Regions from separate parts of the Mus musculus genome. Here all the other regions are linked to region 1. Evidence: chromatin contacts called from public ChIA-PET and promoter capture Hi-C data. All regions are on one chromosome and are shown on one strand. Each heading gives the region's core, a stretch centred on a gene start, on an enhancer-like site or on the middle of the called end of the contact. The rest is flanking DNA. Distances are from core to core; before and after follow the strand shown.

Region 1 (3,256 bases), core at 691-3,190:
AGCTTGGGGTAGACAGTTTAAAAAAAAATATAAAACCATTTTTAGCCAAGGAGTGGTGGCGCACGCCTTTAATCCCAGCACTTGTGGGGCAGAGGCAGGAGGATTTCTAAATTCAAGGCCAGCCTGGTCTACAGAATGAGTTCAAGGACAGCCAGGGCTAGACAGAGAAACCCTGTTTCAACCCCCCCCCCAAAATATTTATTGGATACAGAAATGCAAGTATAATCCAGATGTGGTTCCAGGACTCACGAGGCTGAGGCAGGAGGATCACTGAAAGCTGGATTCCAGCCTAGGCTATAATGTGACTTCCAAGCCAGCTTTAGCTACAGAGTAAGACTTTGTCTCAGAAATTAGTGCCAGCAAAGTGGCTTAGAAGTGGAGAGCACTACTGCTCTTCCAGAGAAGCCCAGTTCTCTTCCTAGTACCCACATCAAATGGTTCACCACAGCCTGTAACTCCAGCTCCAGGAGATCCAATGTCTGTGGCCTATGTGGGCATCATATTCTCACACATACCCACATATCAACATACACATAACTGAAAATAAGTCCTTTAAAATGAACTGAAAAGGGGGCTGGTGAGATGGCTCAGTGGGTAAGAGCACCCGACTGCTCTTCCGAAGGTCCAGAGTTCAAATCCCAGCAACCACATGGTGGCTCACAACCATCTGTAACAAGATCTGACTCCCTCTTCTGGTGTGTCTGAAGACAGCTACAGTGTACTTACATAAAATAATAAATAAATCTTTAAAAAAAAAAAAAATGAACTGAAAAATATTGAAGTAATAATAAATAGGGGCTGGAGAGATGATGGTACTTAGAGCAGTTTCTGCTCTTGCAGAAGATCTGCAGAGAACCCAGGCTCAATTCCCAGCACCCACACAGTGACTCACAATCATCTGTAAAACCAGTTCCAGGGCATCCAACATTTTCCTCTGACCTCCTTGGAGAATAGACACTCATCTTGGTGCATATACATACATGCAGGCAAAAAAGCAAAATACTCATACAAAAAAATAAAAATAAATCTATCGAGGCCAGCCTGGTCTACAGAGTGAGTTCCAGGACAGCCAGGGCTACACAAAGAAACCCTGTCTCAAAAAAAAAACCAAACCAAACAAAACAAAACAAAATCTAAATCTCAACATATATGTGTGTATATATATATATATATATATATATATATATATATATACAAATATATAATATATATTTTAATTTAAAAATATATTTTAAAAGCTAGGAGTACCACATGCTTATTGTAGTCAATATCTGACATCATCGGGTTGAATGTTGGAGATAAGGATACTGTCTGATCTTTTCCATTTTTCATTTTTCATCTAACTGTGCGCGAGGAGGTCATTTTGTTTCTTTTTTTTTTTTTTTTTTTTTTTTTGGTTTTTCGAGACAGGGTTTCTCTTTATAGCCCTGGCTGTCCTGGAACTCACTTTGTAGACCTGGCTGGCCTCGAACTCAGAAATCCGCCTGCCTCTGCCTCCCAAGTGCTGGGATTAAAGGCGTGCGCCACCACGCCCGGCTGTCATTTTGTTTCTTATGGATAATAATTTTAAATTATTTAAATTAAAATAAATTGTAATTTATTTACCTATGGAAGACAGAGTCTATGTAACCTACGTTGGACTAGAACTGGAACTCTTGTCTCAGCCCCTCAAACGATGGGATTACAGGTTTATGCAGCACACACACACACAAACACACCCCCGCCCACCACTGACACACACACACACACCCACACCCCCCCACACACACACCCCCGCAAAGCCCGGTCTTACAAAGCAAAACTGTGAATTTCAGACTCTGTCCTCCTCCTAGTGGCAGAGTAGGGGACTACAGCAATGAAGGGGACAGAACAGAGCTCACATTCAGGTGTCATCCTCGCTCCTCCCTCCACACGCCGGAACCGGAACGCTCTGTTCCTGTCTGCTGCTCGTGCTGCTAATAAAGCTTGGTTCAAAAACGCAGTGCCCGACCCTCCCTGACGAGCTCCTTCCGCCAACAACTTTGACCACCAACCGTGGGGCATGGCTGGGCCTGGGAGGCGGGACAGGAAGTGAAGCCACCTCTCCGTAAGGTGAAAGGTTAGCGGAAGTGCCCTCCTTTCCTTTCTGCTGGGTGCCGGCTGCCTGCTGTCGGTGAGTAAAGGCCTGGAGAGGGTCTTGCAATCCGCCGCCATCGCGGTCCCGGGGTCGGGTTGCTGGGCTCATTCGGACTCTGAGCCTCTGGCGGCTTCACGGGGAGTCGCATCCCTCGAGCAGGACCTCCGGGCCGCGTGGCGGAGTCGGCAGCGGGTGATCTAAAGTCGCGGGCCTACGACCGGGGCTCGCAGGTAGACGTCGGCTCCGGGGCCTTCCGCTTTACACACTTGTGAGCGGCTCCTTCCTTGTCTTTGTCTCTGCAGAGATGGGCAAGTTCATGAAACCCGGGAAAGTGGTGCTGGTCCTGGCCGGACGCTACTCCGGACGCAAAGCCGTCATCGTGAAGGTACCAGACCCCCGGGGCTCTTGAGACTGCTTGCATGTGCGGATTTCGGCTGCTGGATAAGATGAGCCGGATGGGAATTTAAGATCTGTCCTAACAATAGGCACTGGCGAATGCATAATGGGTAGTAATGGTGGCCACTGTGTATTGTACATATTACAGCTGTGGTGTATAGTTCTTGCAGTAACTTAATTTCCGGCACTAAGGTTTCGAGGTGTTAAGTTACTTAAGGTCAAAGTAATGGGTGCTGCAGGCAGCTGAGAGGATGTAGGATGGGAGACACTACTTACACTTAGAGAGCATCCCCTGGGTGTGTTTGAGCGTTTTGCTACTTGCCTCTTACCAGTTTTATAAACCCTTGTGGTCCTAGCCACAAGACCACTGGCCTCTCCAGCTTCCTGCTCCTGTCATTTAGCTAGAACCGGTTAGTTAGGCTGCCCGCTTTGCAGTCTGGGCTTTAACCTTAACTAGCTTCATGGGGGAAGGTGTTAGGGGTCACTTTGAGTGTTAGCCTTGATGGACTTCTAAATCTCCTTGTGACAGGAGTCAACACTGGCTAACTCAGAGTTACTGTCCTGTTGACTCTTAGCATTAAAGGAGTAATCTAGAGATGTGGAGGGTGTATTCAGTAAACATAGTTTTACTAAGATGGGGCCGAAGCAGTAACGTGACTTTTCTTTTTCCCTTTTCTCGTCTAGAACATTGACGATGGCACCTCGGACCGCCCTTACAGCCATGCCCTGGTGGCTGGAATTGAC
Region 2 (3,494 bases), core at 456-2,955, 970 kb before region 1:
CTTGGATGCTTTTGCTCCTCTCATCCTGCCTCCTTCATGCAGCTATATAACCCACGCTGTTTTCTCCCTCTACCTGAAGCACACTACCTTGCCACCTATATGCCTTTGCTATGATTTCTGAACATTCTTTATGTGCCCAATTTAAAAATAGTTCCTCTCAGCCTGGTCTATAGATTGAGTTCCAGGACAACCAGCATTACATAGTGCGAACCTGTCTCAAAACAAAGAAATAAAAAAACAAAACCTCCTCTCCATTAGGGCCTATGACGCACAGTCCCACACCTCAGTCTGCCTCACAGCTGTAATAATTATTCAACATGCTATATATTCGCTGTTAAACATCAGAGAGTTTGATAAGGAAAAGGATTTTCATGTGTTTTGATCACTGCTGGATATACCCCCTCCCCCAGCACTGTAACGAGGTCAGTGTCTAGCGCTCCAGAGGTATGTGTTAAAGGATTTGTAACAGTACCAGCATCTCCACCTGCCTCCGAACCAACCTCTGTGGCGTCCTTTCTGGCTCCCCACAATCCATTTTCCACAATCCACTTTTCACTTTTGAAATATTTAAATATTTCGTATTTAAATATTAAAATCAGATAATCTCTCTACCCAGTTTCCCATCCATCACACTCAATAAAATCCAAACATTCCTCACACACACCCTCTGGTCTTTAAACCCAGCATATCCGGAATCGCTGGATTTTCTTTTTAACGTCCTTTCTTCTCTAAGCCAGCCTGGACCCTGACTGAGGCCTTTGGGAAGCCTGTAATGTGCACCCATTCCCTTTTGTACGGCCAATTTCTCTTGCCACTGCGAAGCTGGTTTAAATGACATTTCCTCCGATCCGTAGCTAGCCCTTCACCGTTTTTTAAATGTCATCATCACAGGAGTCGAACACGACCCACCGTTTTTCATCGCCTTTGTCCCTACCACCTGAAATCTGCGCTCAGGGGTGCAATGCGCACAAGCTAGACTCTCAGGGGGCATCCTCAGTGCCAGGCGCGGTGGCTGTCCCGTCGCGGGCATAATGAGGGAGCTGGCACCACAGACACTGCCCCCCACCCCCCAACCCAGCCCTCGCTCGCCCACGGTCGTCTCACCTGTCGGCCAGCTCCAGCACCTCGTGCACGCTGCCGGTGCTCACTCGGATGCGGCCGGTGTACATGTACTCGATAACGGCTTCCACCGTGTCAGGTTCGGGTCCGGGCTCTGAGCTCCACTTGCGCATCTCCACCCGGCCCGAGCGCGATTCCGAAAACTGACCCGAGAGTAAGGGCGTGAAGTACTCGGTGGCAGCGGCCAGCACCGAGCGGTGGGCACGGAACTCGCGACCTCCGGCCCCGCCGAAGCACAGGGTGATGTCGCAGAACAGGCCTTGACGCCGCTGCTCGTTCTGCCGCCAGGACAACTCGGAGCAGTGAGTGCTGCACTCGAAGTCCTCGGCCTCTGGGCCCGGATCGCTCCCGCCCGTGTCGACGAGGGTAGAGATGCCGGCCCCGGTCACGAAGTCTACCGTGCCACTGCCTCGGACCTCAGCGGCCAGGCTCGCGGAACCGGCGACGGCAGTCTCCATGCTCTCCATCTCCAGCACTTGAAAAGATGCAGCCGCGGCCGCAGCGGCAGCTGCCGCCGCCACAGCCGCCGCCATCTTGACGCCGCCGTACCGGCCCCCTCAGCTTCCGAACGGTGCGGCAAGTCTGATGCGACACAGAGGCATTCTGGGATTAAATAGTGCGCGCGGGGCGGAGCCGCGCCTGCGCACTTCTGCCGTGCTTACGCCCTCTAGCGAGGCAAGCGCAGTTCTCGGAGCCAGAAAAAAACTCAGGTCTACCTTTTCTCGCCCCTCCATTATGGTGGCCCCCTGTGCTTGTTTTGTTGAATTTTCTTCTACTTTATGTTGCTTTGGAGTGTATCCTCGCCATCACACGCACACACATTTTTTGTTTGTTTGTTTGTTTTTTAACTTTGTAGACCATGATAGCCTGGAACTCACAGAGATCCACCTTACCCCTGCCTCTGCTGGCCTGTGCCAATCCCAGCACTTGGGAGGCAGAGGCAGGCTGATCTCCCTGAGTTCGAGGACCTAGTCTCAGAAAGGACAGCCAGGAATACACAGAGAAACCCCGTCTTAAAACACAAAACGATTGACTTTGGAGAGAAAGTAATTTTTAAATTTTATTCTTATCAAAGTGTCTGTGCACAGGTCCTACAGAGGACAGGTAGGTGTTAGATTCCCAGTAGCTGGAGTTAAAGGCGGTTAAAACCCCCCTGATAAGGGTGTTGGGAGCCAACAATCAAACTGATTCTCTGAGAGAGTACTCCTAACTGCTAAACTATCTTTCCAATCCAGGAGGGGGGCAGTATAAAGAAAAATAACTTCGTTAAAGTTATTTATTTTTGCAGGTGTCTCTCATGTAGCCCAAGGTGGCCACACACTTGCTGTGTAGTTAAGGATGACTTTGAACTCCTGATTCTTCTCCTGGATTTTGGGATTACTAAAATGTTCCTGAGCACACCCAATTTTGTTTTGTTTTGTTTGTTTGTTTTTTGTTTTGTTTTTTGAGACAGGGTTTCTCTGTGTAGCTATGGCTGTCCTGGAACTCACTTTGTAGACCAGGCTGGCCTCGAACTCAGAAATCCACCTGCCTCTGCCTCCCAAGTGCTGGGATTAAAGGCATGCGCCACCATTGCCCGGCGAGCACACCCAATTTAACATGAGCTATGTAAGAAACCAGGGCAAGCCTGGCGTGGTGGCGCACTTCTTTAATCCCAGCACTCGGGAGGCAGAGGCAGGCAGATTTCTGAGTTCGAGGCCAGCCTGGTCTACAGAGTGAGTTCCAGGACAGCCAGGGCTACACAGAGAAACCCTGTCTCGAAAAACAAAAACAAAAAAAAAGAAACCAGGGCAGTTTAGTCACCCCAGCACCAATAAGTAAATAGCCCTAAAAATTACATTTATTTATTTTTATGGTAGGGTATTCGTGTGGAGTACAAAGCACAATTTAATGAACATCACTACGTTAGAGGATAGAACTCGAACTTGAGTCATTAATTAGACTTGGTTGGTGTTAGGTGCAATTAGCCATATTTTTTGCCCATAAAACAGAATATTTGTTTGTTTGTCTGTTTGTTTATAGGCAGGGTTTCAGCTAGGTAGGGGTGACTGTCCTGGAACTCACTCTGTAGACCAGTCTGGCCTTGAACTCACAGAGTTCACCTGCCTCTGCCTCCCAAGTTCCACCGGGCTGAGAAAATTATTTTCAAAAGGTAGTAAAGCATAAGACTTTGAGTCTTAGGCTGGTAAAAGTAGCACACACCTGTAACTCCAGCCGTTGGGACGCTAAGGCAGAATCATTTGTGGGAAGACAACCTGAGCTGTCTCAAAAGAAGACCGAGTCTCAGCTAGGTGGGTGAAGGTGAGGAATTACTTATGTCTGATTTCCTAAAAATGGATGTTGCCGACCTTGGAAGAACACAGAATGAAATGGAG
Region 3 (3,534 bases), core at 815-3,314, 670 kb before region 1:
AACCCATACCATCCCAGGCACTGAGGAGGGTTGAAGAAGGTAAGTGTATGTGCCTCAATGCATGGTAGCTAGCTGTATGACATCTGCCCCCAGCCCCACCTGCATCCATCCAATCCCCCCCCGCATCAAGCTGACCTCCTGAGGCAGCATAAGCAGGAGAGAAGAAGGCTAGCCCTTGGCACCACAGGACCCTAAGGGCAGCCACAGCTTCTGCCTGTCCTCCTGAGTCCAGAGTCACCACCACCTGCAGCTTTGGCCAGAGCCGGCGGGCCAATCCTCGGGGTCCCTGCTCTAGGGCCTCCTTCAGCTCAGCGGCTCGTTTGGGGAGAAGCGTTCCCAGAATCCCAGCTGCTATGGCCTCAGCCAGTTCTTCACCATCAGCCTCCAAGCCCACAAAGACATCCAGGAGCTCCACTGCAGTCCTTGCCTCAAGTACCCTCAGCCCCGGGGATATCAATGCCTCCAGCAGCAGGGTCCGGGGGTCCTTGGCTCCATCGGGGCTTACCCGGCCCAGGGCGTGCCCAAGCCAGGGGACAGAGCAGGGCCATGGCGATGTAGGGGTCACACAGGCAGTACTTCCTGGAGCCAGCGCTTCTGGGTAGGCCTTGTTTAGGGTTATTAGACCCAGCAGGGTGGCCTGGAGGGAGACAGGAGGGCCTGTCATTCAGACCTTAGAACCAGACCCCAGCTACCATAGCGGGCCTTCTTTGTACCTCCTTTTGGGAGGGGTCTGCTGTTGTGAGGTGGAGGTACCTCTGTTTACCTGCAAAGAGGCGTCTCCATGGTACTGGGGGGAGGCAGGGGATGGGAGCGTCTCTTCACTTTCTTGCTCCTGAGTGTGGCTGGTTTGGGTCAGTGGAAGATGATTCCGGAAGGTTCTCATATCTGTAGACCCCCCCCCCAAAAAAAATCAGAAACTCCTCAGGAAGTGAGAAGACTGTGGAGAGCCTTGAGAAAGGAACCCAGAAAGGGCCTGGGAAATGAGGTGAAGGCTAGACCAGGGCCCAGCAAAGGAAAACCCATCCTAATAGGTGTCAGGTTGTAAGCCATGGTAGGGCTCTGCACCAGGCCACATCATATTGGTGGTAAATGAAGGGGCCCTTGAGTTCTAGAATCTGACTGCCTTGTGGGCTATTTTCTCTCCTTGGGTCACCTCCCCCAGGTGCCAGAAACACACCTGTGTCCTCCCTGGGGAGACAGCAGGAGCCCTGGGCTTTCTTCAGACACCACATGAGGGCCTGCTGCTGGCTCTGGCCCACATTCAACGTGCTCCGGTCTAGTCTCCACTGCTGCCAGGCGGCTGCCCAGCCCAGCATCCCCCAGGCCACTCGGTGTTGGAGACTGATCAGCCAGCATGGCCTGGCACCCCGAGACCTCTGCTGCCAGAGTATGGCCAGCAGGGGCACGAGGAGGAGCAGCAGCAGCAGCAGCCACAGCAGAAGCATCTCCAAGGAGCTCCTGGGAGAGGAATGGAATGGAATGGGGTGTGAGGGGGATAACCATGTCTTCCCACACACTCCGCCGCATACAGAAAACAGAGGAAGGAGACGACGGTGGTAGGAAGCCAGGGCCCTGTTAGGCAGGCAATATGGAAGAGAGACCCTCAAGAATCTGGCACCCTGGCCGGGCGTGGTGGCGCACGCCTTTAATCCCAGCACTCGGGAGGCAGAGGCAGGTGGATTTCTGAGTTCGAGGCCAGCCTGGTCTACAGAGTGAGTTCCAGGACAGCCAGGGCTACACAGAGAAACCCTGTCTCGAAAAACCAAAAAGAATCTGGCATCCTACTAACTGGCATCCTTGCTTCTCGAGCTAGAAGAACAGCTCTGACAGCTCCTCCCTCCTTCGTAAGAGGAGAGGGCTGGGCGTGACATTTTTACCCACTCCCAAGTGACTTTGCTTTCTCTCAGGATCTTCCCTGCCCTGGTCCCGTTTCCCAGTAGAGCCCTGGGTATATATATACACCTGTCACAGCCTATTTCTGCTTACTTTCAGCACCCCGGGACCCCTCAGGGTCCCTCAGTGTGTCTGGTCGCAGTCCTGAAAGTTGAAGTGATGACTTTAAAAGGCAGGGCTTGGGCAGGAAATCCGGCCTGACTGGGAGGACCCGGGGGTGGGGCGGAATGTTCTTAAAGGAACAAGTTACCTAAAAGGTAACTTGTTGAGTTGCTGGCTCAGGTTGGCAGATGGAGGGAGTTAAGGCCAGGGTGGCAAGATCGTCGAGAAAGACAGGGAGGTGTGTGTGGAAAGAGTGCTTGCTTTCCATTCAGGAGCAGATTCAGACTCAAGTAAAAACCACAGCTGCCGAGGTGTGGTCGTGCAGACTAGTTGTTGCAGCCCTAGGGTATGTGCCAGCAAGAGGTCAAGGTCAGCCGGGCAGTGGTGGTGCACACCTTTGATCCCAGCACTCAGGAGGCAGAGGCAGGTGGATTTCTGAGTTCGTGGCCAGCCTGGTCTACAGAGTGAGTTCCAGGACAGCCAGGGCTACACAGAGAAACCCTGTCTCGAAAAACCAAAAAAAGAAAGAGAAGGAGAGAGAGAGAGAGAAAGAAAGAGAAAGGTCCTGTTCCATCTCCACACCCCCCACCCAAAAGAGGACAAGGTCACCCACAGCTACAGCTACATAACAAGTTCAAGGCCAGTCTGAGCTACACGTCTTTTCTTTCTTTCTTTCTTTCTTTCTTTCTTTCTTTCTTTCTTTCTTTCTTTCTTTCTTTCTCTCTCTTTCTTTCTCTCTCTCTCTCTCTCTCTTTCTTTCTTTCTTTCTTTCTTTCTTTCTTTTTGGAAAGGGATGTTTGCCTCCCTCCTCACCTTTTGAAAATTTATTTATTTTATATGAGTACACTGGAGCTGTCTTCAAACACCCCAGAAGAGTGCATCAGATCTCATTACAGATGGTTGTGAACCACCATGTGGTTTCTGGGATTTGAACTCAGGACCTCTGAAGAGCAGTCAGTGCTCTTAACCACTGAGCCATCTCTCCAGCCCCATATCTTAAAAAAACACCACCACCACCACCAACAAAAAAAAAAAACCACAAAACCAAATAAACAAACCAAAAACCCATTCTACATAATGCATCTGCAATCCCTGCATTTGGGAGAGGCTGGGGAAGAGGAATGGCTCCACTAAGTCAGCGGCCAGTGTGGGCTACATAGCAGGTGCTGCCTTACAGGGTAAATAATAGCTTGTGAATAAGACCTTGTGGTGCATACTTTTAATCTCCACGTTCAGAGGCAGAGGTAGAAGGAGCTCTATGAGTTCAAGGCCAACCTGATCTACACAGTAAGTTCCAGGACAGCCAGGGCTATATAGAGAGTCCCTGCCTCAAATAAAATAAATAAAAGAATAACAAAACATCAACAAACAAATATCCAAAGTTGTCCCCAGTCTGTAAATCTCCACAAAATTAGTTAAAGAAAATGACTTCCACCTAGGTGGCCTTAAACCTGAATGCAGTGTGTGCCATAGGCAATCTGCTAAGAAACCTCCAAGACAGACATACATACAGACAGACAGACTGCAACCCACCCCCTT
Region 4 (3,383 bases), core at 81-2,580, 750 kb after region 1:
AATCTAAACAACACAATAAATAGGTAAATAGTGGATAGTCCATACCTATAATCTCAGCAATCCTAAGGTATTGGGAGTTTGAGGCCAGCCTGGGCCAGATCTACCTCAAAAATAAATAAACTAGAGCTTAATCCCAGCAGAGGGAGAGGGGCAGGTGGATCTCTGAACTTAATTAAGTCCCGCCTGGTCTCCATAGTGACAGGACAGCCAGGGATATGTCTAAACAAACAAACAAACAAAAAACATCTGTGTGAAATTTTGGCTTCTTGAAGCAATTAAAAAACACTTTCTTTATTTCATATCTTCATTTTCAACCACCCTTCAGACTTCAAGAACAAAGTTGCTTGAGACACTAAGAAATCCAAGGGTGTGGTCTCATGCCCTTGGGAGTCTCAGCACTTGGGAGACAGAGGCAGGCTGATCTCTGGATATGAGAGCTAGGCCTGGTCTATAAAGTGAGTTCCAAGATTGCCAGAGGTACACATAGAAACCATGTCTTGAAAAACAAAACAAAACTAACCAAACAAAAAGCCGGGCATGGGGCATGGTAGTGCATGCTTTTAGCCTTAAATTCCAGCACTCCGGAGGCAAAGGCAGGAGGATCTCTTGAGTTTAAGAGCAATCCCTGTCTAGAAACACTCCCCACTCCCACCTCGCCACGGACGTGCAAAGAAAGGAGGGAAAAAGAAATCAAAGAAGTATATCAACAGGCTCCTTCCTTTGCTCTAAGCAGATCTCCCCTAGGACTGTGTCCCTCCTAATAATGCAAAAACTGTAGGCGTGTGCCCTTCCTCTTTTCATGGAAATACTATCTCTTTCTTGATTTAGCTGCCCAATAAGAATTTTAAATGGCAGGAGGGTGGTAGGGGTGAGAGCAAGGCAAGTTTCTCGCACATAACATACACACACATGTTAAGCTCTGGATTCTTGAAGGAAGACGTGGATGAAATAGAATGGGAGAATCCTGAGCTAGAGACAGGTAGATGTCAACTAAGACTGTGTGCAACTGGAGGTCGGGCTTTGACTCCCTTCTCTCCAAATGGTCCAGATTTGAGAAAAATGGGTAGTGATGTTGGAAAACAGAGATCAGATCCAGAAGAAACCCTCGCCCTGGAGATTAGACATCGACTTCGCAGCAGCAGAACAAGGAACCGGGACACAGAGCTGGTTCCCAGGTTCATCGGTCCCCTGACCCGGAACAGCAGCGGGTTTCTGCACTACGCTGGCAGCCCACGTGCTAGCAACAGCGGCCACGTGGGGCCTTGAGGAAACGCCTTCGCAAAGGTTTGTCCCCTCCGCTGTCCAGTAGAGAGGAAGGCCGAGGAAGAAAGCCGGAGGAAACAGTACCAGCTACGGCTCCAACTCGCGCGTGTCAGGGACTGCGGGGGCGGGGCGGGGCGGGGGTGGGGCTTGGTTTAGACCCCCGGCGGGTAGGGCGGGGCCGGGGGCTAGAAAGGGTGGGCTCTAGAGGGCCAGCAGGTAGCCGCTTCATTTCTGCTAAGGTTCCTCGACTTGCACCCTACAACGGGCTCCAGGCTAGAGGACTCCTGATTCACCATGGAGTCCACGCTGAGCGCGGGCATCATAATGGCTGAAGCACTACAGAACCGGCTTCCCGGGCTAGAGAATATGTGGCTCTGGGTCACCTTTCTGGGCGATCCTAAGAATCTTTTTCAGTTCTGCTTCCCCGCGGCCTACTACGCCTCCCGCCGCCTGGGCATCTCCGTGCTCTGGATCACCTTCATTGCTGAGTGGCTCAACCTTGTCTTCAAGTGGTGAGACAGAGAGAAGCCTTCGGGCATCCTGGTCCCCTTATCCCTTTGGGGCCCTGATCTCCCTCAAGTAGTTACCTCAAAGGCAAACACTTTTCTACCTATTCTTATCCCCTTAGGCCCTAGTCTTCACCTCAGATCTCACAGTTCACCCATCCTCAACTATCCGGATCAGAGAAACGACTTAAGGGGCGTGTTCAACTGCAAATACAGTCTCCGCCTCAGACCTACTGATTTCGTAACTCCAAATTTAGTTGTAGTTGGAAATCTGCGTTTTAGCAGTTATTACTAGAAATGTAGGTAGCCGAAAATCTTCTTTCTTAGCTGAACATCTTATTCATCTATCCATTTGTTTGACATTAAACTAGGCACCAGTTTCATTAAGATGTGGTCCCTGGTTTAAGCTCAAAAGCAGAGTCAATGCTTGAAGACTTACTAGAAATACAGACTCTAAAGCTCCAGGCCAGATCTGCACTTTAACAAGCCCCCCACCCCCACCCCCGATTATAATGTGCCCAATGAAATTTAGAAGCCACTCAATGCCAGTCACTAAAGGGAATCCTTACCCTACCTGCAAGGAACACTTTTCTTCTCTCCCCAGTACTTAGTCTAGCTTTCTCATTCTAAGAAGCCAGTGGCCCCACACTGCTGGGCCTCCTGCAGCCCTTGGGGTTTATCTGGGCCACCGTGTTTGTTTGCTTGTTTGTTTTTCTGTCTTTTCGGAGTACAGAAGGGAGTTACTCAACACTGCTGTTGCCCAGGCTCCCCAGCCTTGAAGGAGGAAGCAAGGATCATAAAGAGACATAGAATAAGCTAACATGACAAGCTGGAAAGCAGACAATTTGTCCCTCTCCCTCCCGCCCTTCTCCACAAGGGCTTGTAAAGCTAAAAGCGGTTGTCTAATCATTTCCTCCTGGCCTAACTGCCCCTATCTTACCTCCCTCAGAGCCTGTGCTTAACATCCAGGTAACAAAGCCTCTAATTGTTCTCCTCCTCCTTCATTGAAAGTCTCTCCATCCAACCGAGAATGGTGGTCCTCCTGCCTGTCTCCCCAGTGCCAGGATGACAAGTGTACTCCAGCATCCCTGACCCCATCCATATTCATTTAATAGCTCTGTGGTCAGCACTGGCTTCCTGCTCTCCCGTCTTGTCTCTTTCTGGCCACAGCGGCCTCCTCTACGTGGGGTTGTCCAGAGGCTAGCCAAGCACCTGCTAGGCCAGGGGTGTTGGATTTTTTTTTTCCCCTTAGTTTTTCTCAGGCTTCTCTGTACATTCCCTCAATACCCCACCCCACCCCCAGTTTCACACTCAAGGCTCCCCCTCTATAATTCAGGCTGGAAGCAGGAAACTGAGAGCGGGAACAGGGATAGGCAAAGAAATCAGGGAACCAGGGCCTGAGAAGAGCCAGTTGGGCAGTGGGAGGGATAAGAGTAGGACCCTTGTCTCAAAATACATGTATACTCCTACACAGTGTGTCTGTCTGTCTGTCTGTCTGTCTGTCTGTCTCTTTCTCCCTCTCTCCAACCTCAGGCCTCCATATCACTTTTTTTTTTTTTTTTTTTTTTAGTTTTATGAGACAGGGTTTCTCTGTTTCTCTATGTAGCCCTGGCT
Region 5 (3,502 bases), core at 448-2,947, 590 kb before region 1:
AAACAACAAAAACAAATGAACAATAGCATGACAATGGATAAGAGGCAAAGGCCCGTATCCTGACTGAATGATAATCAAATTATGTGAGATAATGCAGACTCAACAGCTGAAAGCTTATTAAGGCACCGGCAACTATCCAATAGATTTGGAAGCCCAAGATACAAGCAGATGATAAAAGCCACTGCTACAAGGCTACACAAAACCATCGGTCCAGTGACACCCTAGCCTTTTCAAGGGACATTCTCTGAGGATACTCTAACAACAACCTATAGAGTCTTACTGAGGCAAACATCTACTTCACTGCACAAGATGGGTCCTTGTGGGTGTGAGTCCATAAACTACTAAATATAAACACACTTGTGACCTGAGCTGGCAGCTAAGTCCATCTATCTGGGCCTCAGTTTTTACAATGAAAGAATGTAGTATAATCCCAGGGGTGGAGGCTTCCCAAATCGAAGATTCTATAAGCCAGTTTGCCACTATTAATTTAATACAAGTTCCGACCCACAGCGAGACAAGCACAAAAGTGGACATAGGTCCTTGAGGAAACGAATGGCCTCTTTTTGCCTTTAAAATCTTCTGGGTCTCATTAATCCCTGCTTTCTAAACGCTGCCGTTTGTTCTTCGCCTTTTCCATCACTGCTGGCTACAAGTGTTTGCAAACGCCTCCTGCTCCAGACAAGTCCCCCCCCCCGCCCCCTTCTGCTACCCCCCCCTTGATCACTCTGACCATCTTGCCAGATTCCTTTAGACTCAGACCAGCTTCTGTGATAAGACAGCTCTCCTTCCGACTCCCCATATCTACCCCCGACACCAGGATCACTTTTTTTTTAACTCTTTAACCTTGGCTAGGAAAAACAAGATAGAAAGAAAAGAAAGGAAAAGAAAAGAAGAGAAAATGAAAGAACAGCTTGCCCGCATCCCACCACCACACATTCAAGCCCAGGCCTGGCAGGTCCTGATGTGGGACCCCGCAGCCCAGAGCCTTATCAAAATGTTCATATTTGTTGTCTTGACTCCTTATAAGGCACTATTTCTTGAAGCTTTGCTGATACCCCCCACTCCACTGGGTACCTTCGGCTCATCGTTTTCCCCAGAGTCTCGGGCACCCCCCCCCCCCCGCTTTGGGGAGCACATTATAATAAGAGGAAAAACTGGGAGACAGCAGGGACTCTTCAGAAATGCAACAGGAAGGTGTGAGGCGGCCGACAGCAGTCCCCTCGCTCCCAGGGGATCGGCTCTGTCGGCGTCCCTCACACACCCATCGTGACACGCACGCGCCAATACTTTTCACGGTATCCACGGCGCCCCCCTCCGTGGCCTCCGCGCGCCCCTCTCGTAGCCACCACCAGCGCCCCGGGCCCCTCTGCAGCCGCCCGGCGCGGCCCCCGCGGCCTCCCCACGGCCCCGGAGCGATGGCGGCGGCTCGGCCCTGCCCAGCTTCTAGACAGCAGGAGCACGGGGCCCCGCCCGGGCTCCCGGGCCCCCTGGCCCCGCGCAGGGCGCAGCTCCTACCTCGTTCTGCCCCACCAGAGCCAGCGGTCTCTCCGGTCCCGCACGCTCTCTCGCACGCCCGCTCGCTCCCTCCCCGTGCAGGACCTCCGCGCGTCGTCGCCCGCGCTCGGTCCCCGCCCGGGGTGACGGCTTGGGCCGCCGACTCTCCTCCCGCCGGGGCCCACGGGGGCGCGCGCCGCTCTCGCGCTCAGGCTCCGGGGACGCGCGCCCGCCCGTAACCCCGAGCGCGCCCCGCTTCCTGGTTCCTGCCCGCGCGCGCTCCCCAGCCCCAAGGTCCCTCCGCGCCCCTGCGCGACCGCCCTGCGGGGCCCCGGAACCCCCTGCGCGCAGTGGAGCGCGGGAGCGCGCTCGGCTGGGCCTGCGCCGCGCGCTCCCGCTGCAGGCCGAGCCCGCGCCCAGCCGCCCTGGACACCCCCTCGAGGCTCCGGGACCCCTAACACATGCTGTTTTGTTTGGGTGGGAGAGATCCCCGTTTAAGGGCACGAGCGGCGGTGGTCTTGGAGATTGGGACACCCCCTCCGCGGCCCGCCCACCGCCCTCCCGCCGGGAAACCAGGCCCGCGTCCTCTAGCTCTCAGGCCGAGGGCAGAAGTCCATAGTAGCCCCGATCAATAATTATCCCGAGCTTGCTCCCTGGAGGGAGGTTTAAACCAGGGCCCCTGTCGCACTACCCCGATGGGCACAGGCAGGACCGGGCCAACTGGATCAGTGGATTGCCCCTGGGTGAATCTATGGGGCATATGGGAGACGCCTTCCTCCCTGGGAATTTTTGCTGGTAACTAATCTTGGTTTTGGGAGTGACAGGTTTATCCAGGGCCGTCTGGGTTCTCTCCAGGGGTAGAGGGTCTCTACTACCCTTTCCCCAATGTTGGGGAGGGTTGCTGTATGTGTGAGAGAAAGCAACCTGAGTCACCCACTCTCCCGCGCTCCATCTCCCCAAGCTGGCCAGTGGTTTCCCTGGCAACCCTCCAAGGGCCAACCCGGCCAGCCCGGAAGCAAGGCACATCAGTGGTACAGAAGCCACAGCTGTAGAAACCTCAGCTGCAGGGGCAAAAGAGGGAGGACCCCTTCCCAGCACAAACACACGGAACGTCTATTCTCTACAGTCACCTACAATTTGTCCCGCTGAAAATTTTCCTAGCCAGGCAGGATCGAGAGGCAAGCTCTTCTATGATTCTCTTCCCAGCAGCCTTCCCAGGCACAAAGGTTTGGGGGTGTTAACTGATCACAAAGCCCTTCTGCTCCTGCCCTACAGGCTGGGCCAACACCTGACACAGTGCTTGGCACAAAAAAGAGGGAGAGAGCGTGGGGGCTGGGCCAAGAAGCTGGATGGGATGGAAATCAGCAGCTCTGGGCTTCCCCTTCCCCACCTTTCCTCCCCCCACCCCCCCACCCCACAGCCAGCTTAGGACGAGTTAAAACTTCAGGGCACATTTCTCTGTTCAAGCTTCCATACCTGTAAGCTATCACCTCTCCCAGAAACACACTCCTGGCCTTTCTGTGTGATGCTCGCTCTAGGGCAGTGGTTCTCAACCTTCCTAACTCCGCAACCCTTTAATATAGTTCTTCATGTTATGGTGACTTCAACCATAAAATTATTTCCGTTGCTACTTCATACCTATAAAATTTGCTACTGCTGTTTATCATAATGTAAATAGCTGTGTTTTCTAATGGTCTTAGGTAACCACTGTGAAAGGGTCCCTAGATCCCCAAATGGGTCTCAACCTACAGGTTGCTCCTGCTCTAGGGCCCAGAGTCTAGGCAGTATAACTGTTACCCTCCTGTTTCTCACCACACACTTCATACCATGCCTTATCACCATACCTCTTGTGTTGAAGAACGATTTCTTGTTAGCATGTGTCTCCTCCAAAGGCAGACACAATATCCTGTTCACCTTTAAATCCCCCCACCCACACCCAGCCCTGTGTAGACACCCAGTAAATATGCTATACCTTGGAAAAGGAAACTGCAAGGACTATGTACATATC

What was found. Promoter capture Hi-C pulls out the DNA fragments that hold promoters and counts their contacts. ChIA-PET counts read pairs in DNA pulled down with a chosen protein or histone mark.
Region 2: a contact with region 1 is called in a promoter capture Hi-C map of pre-B cells, with 3 times the contacts expected there. The contact joins the promoter of Klhl11 here to the promoter of Rpl27 in region 1. A contact is called at or near these places in 4 of 39 promoter capture datasets (hippocampal neurons, liver and pre-B cells) and 1 of 115 datasets of contacts at active chromatin or transcription factors (regulatory T cells).
Region 3: an RNA polymerase II ChIA-PET map of memory CD8 T cells shows a contact between it and region 1, with 10 read pairs. The contact joins the promoter of Ghdc here to the promoter of Rpl27 in region 1. A contact is called at or near these places in 1 of 39 promoter capture datasets (hippocampal neurons), 1 of 115 datasets of contacts at active chromatin or transcription factors (memory CD8 T cells) and 2 of 9 other capture datasets (adipose tissue and pancreatic islet).
Region 4: a contact with region 1 is called in an RNA polymerase II ChIA-PET map of memory CD8 T cells, with 8 read pairs. The contact joins the promoter of G6pc3 here to the promoter of Rpl27 in region 1. A contact is called at or near these places in 3 of 115 datasets of contacts at active chromatin or transcription factors (bone marrow-derived macrophages, memory CD8 T cells and pancreatic cancer cells) and 1 of 9 other capture datasets (adipose tissue).
Region 5: a promoter capture Hi-C map of pre-B cells shows a contact between it and region 1, with 2.7 times the contacts expected there. The contact joins the promoter of Stat5b here to the promoter of Rpl27 in region 1. A contact is called at or near these places in 2 of 39 promoter capture datasets (liver and pre-B cells), 1 of 484 Hi-C or Micro-C datasets (CD4 T cells), 4 of 115 datasets of contacts at active chromatin or transcription factors (bone marrow-derived macrophages, double positive thymocytes, memory CD8 T cells and 1 more) and 1 of 9 other capture datasets (liver).

The regions. Positions count from the first base shown.
Region 1 is chr11:101,440,305-101,443,560 of GRCm38.p6, forward strand. Rpl27 (ribosomal protein L27) reads left to right here and starts at 1,941. Exons shown (of 5, transcript NM_011289.3): 1 at 1,941-2,152; 2 at 2,419-2,501; 3 at 3,197-3,256. The coding sequence starts at 2,421.
Region 2 is chr11:100,471,077-100,474,570 of GRCm38.p6, forward strand. Klhl11 (kelch-like 11) reads right to left here and starts at 1,706. Exons shown (of 2, transcript NM_172565.2): 1 at 1,105-1,706. The coding sequence starts at 1,652.
Region 3 is chr11:100,768,893-100,772,426 of GRCm38.p6, forward strand. Ghdc (GH3 domain containing) reads right to left here and starts at 2,065. Exons shown (of 9, transcript NM_031871.1): 1 at 1,987-2,065; 2 at 1,178-1,458; 3 at 764-885; 4 at 136-637. The coding sequence starts at 1,445.
Region 4 is chr11:102,188,369-102,191,751 of GRCm38.p6, forward strand. It overlaps G6pc3 (glucose 6 phosphatase, catalytic, 3), which reads left to right and starts at 1,331. Exons shown (of 6, transcript NM_175935.3): 1 at 1,331-1,775. The coding sequence starts at 1,558.
Region 5 is chr11:100,848,884-100,852,385 of GRCm38.p6, forward strand. Stat5b (signal transducer and activator of transcription 5B) reads right to left here and starts at 1,698. Exons shown (of 19, transcript NM_001113563.2): 1 at 1,516-1,698.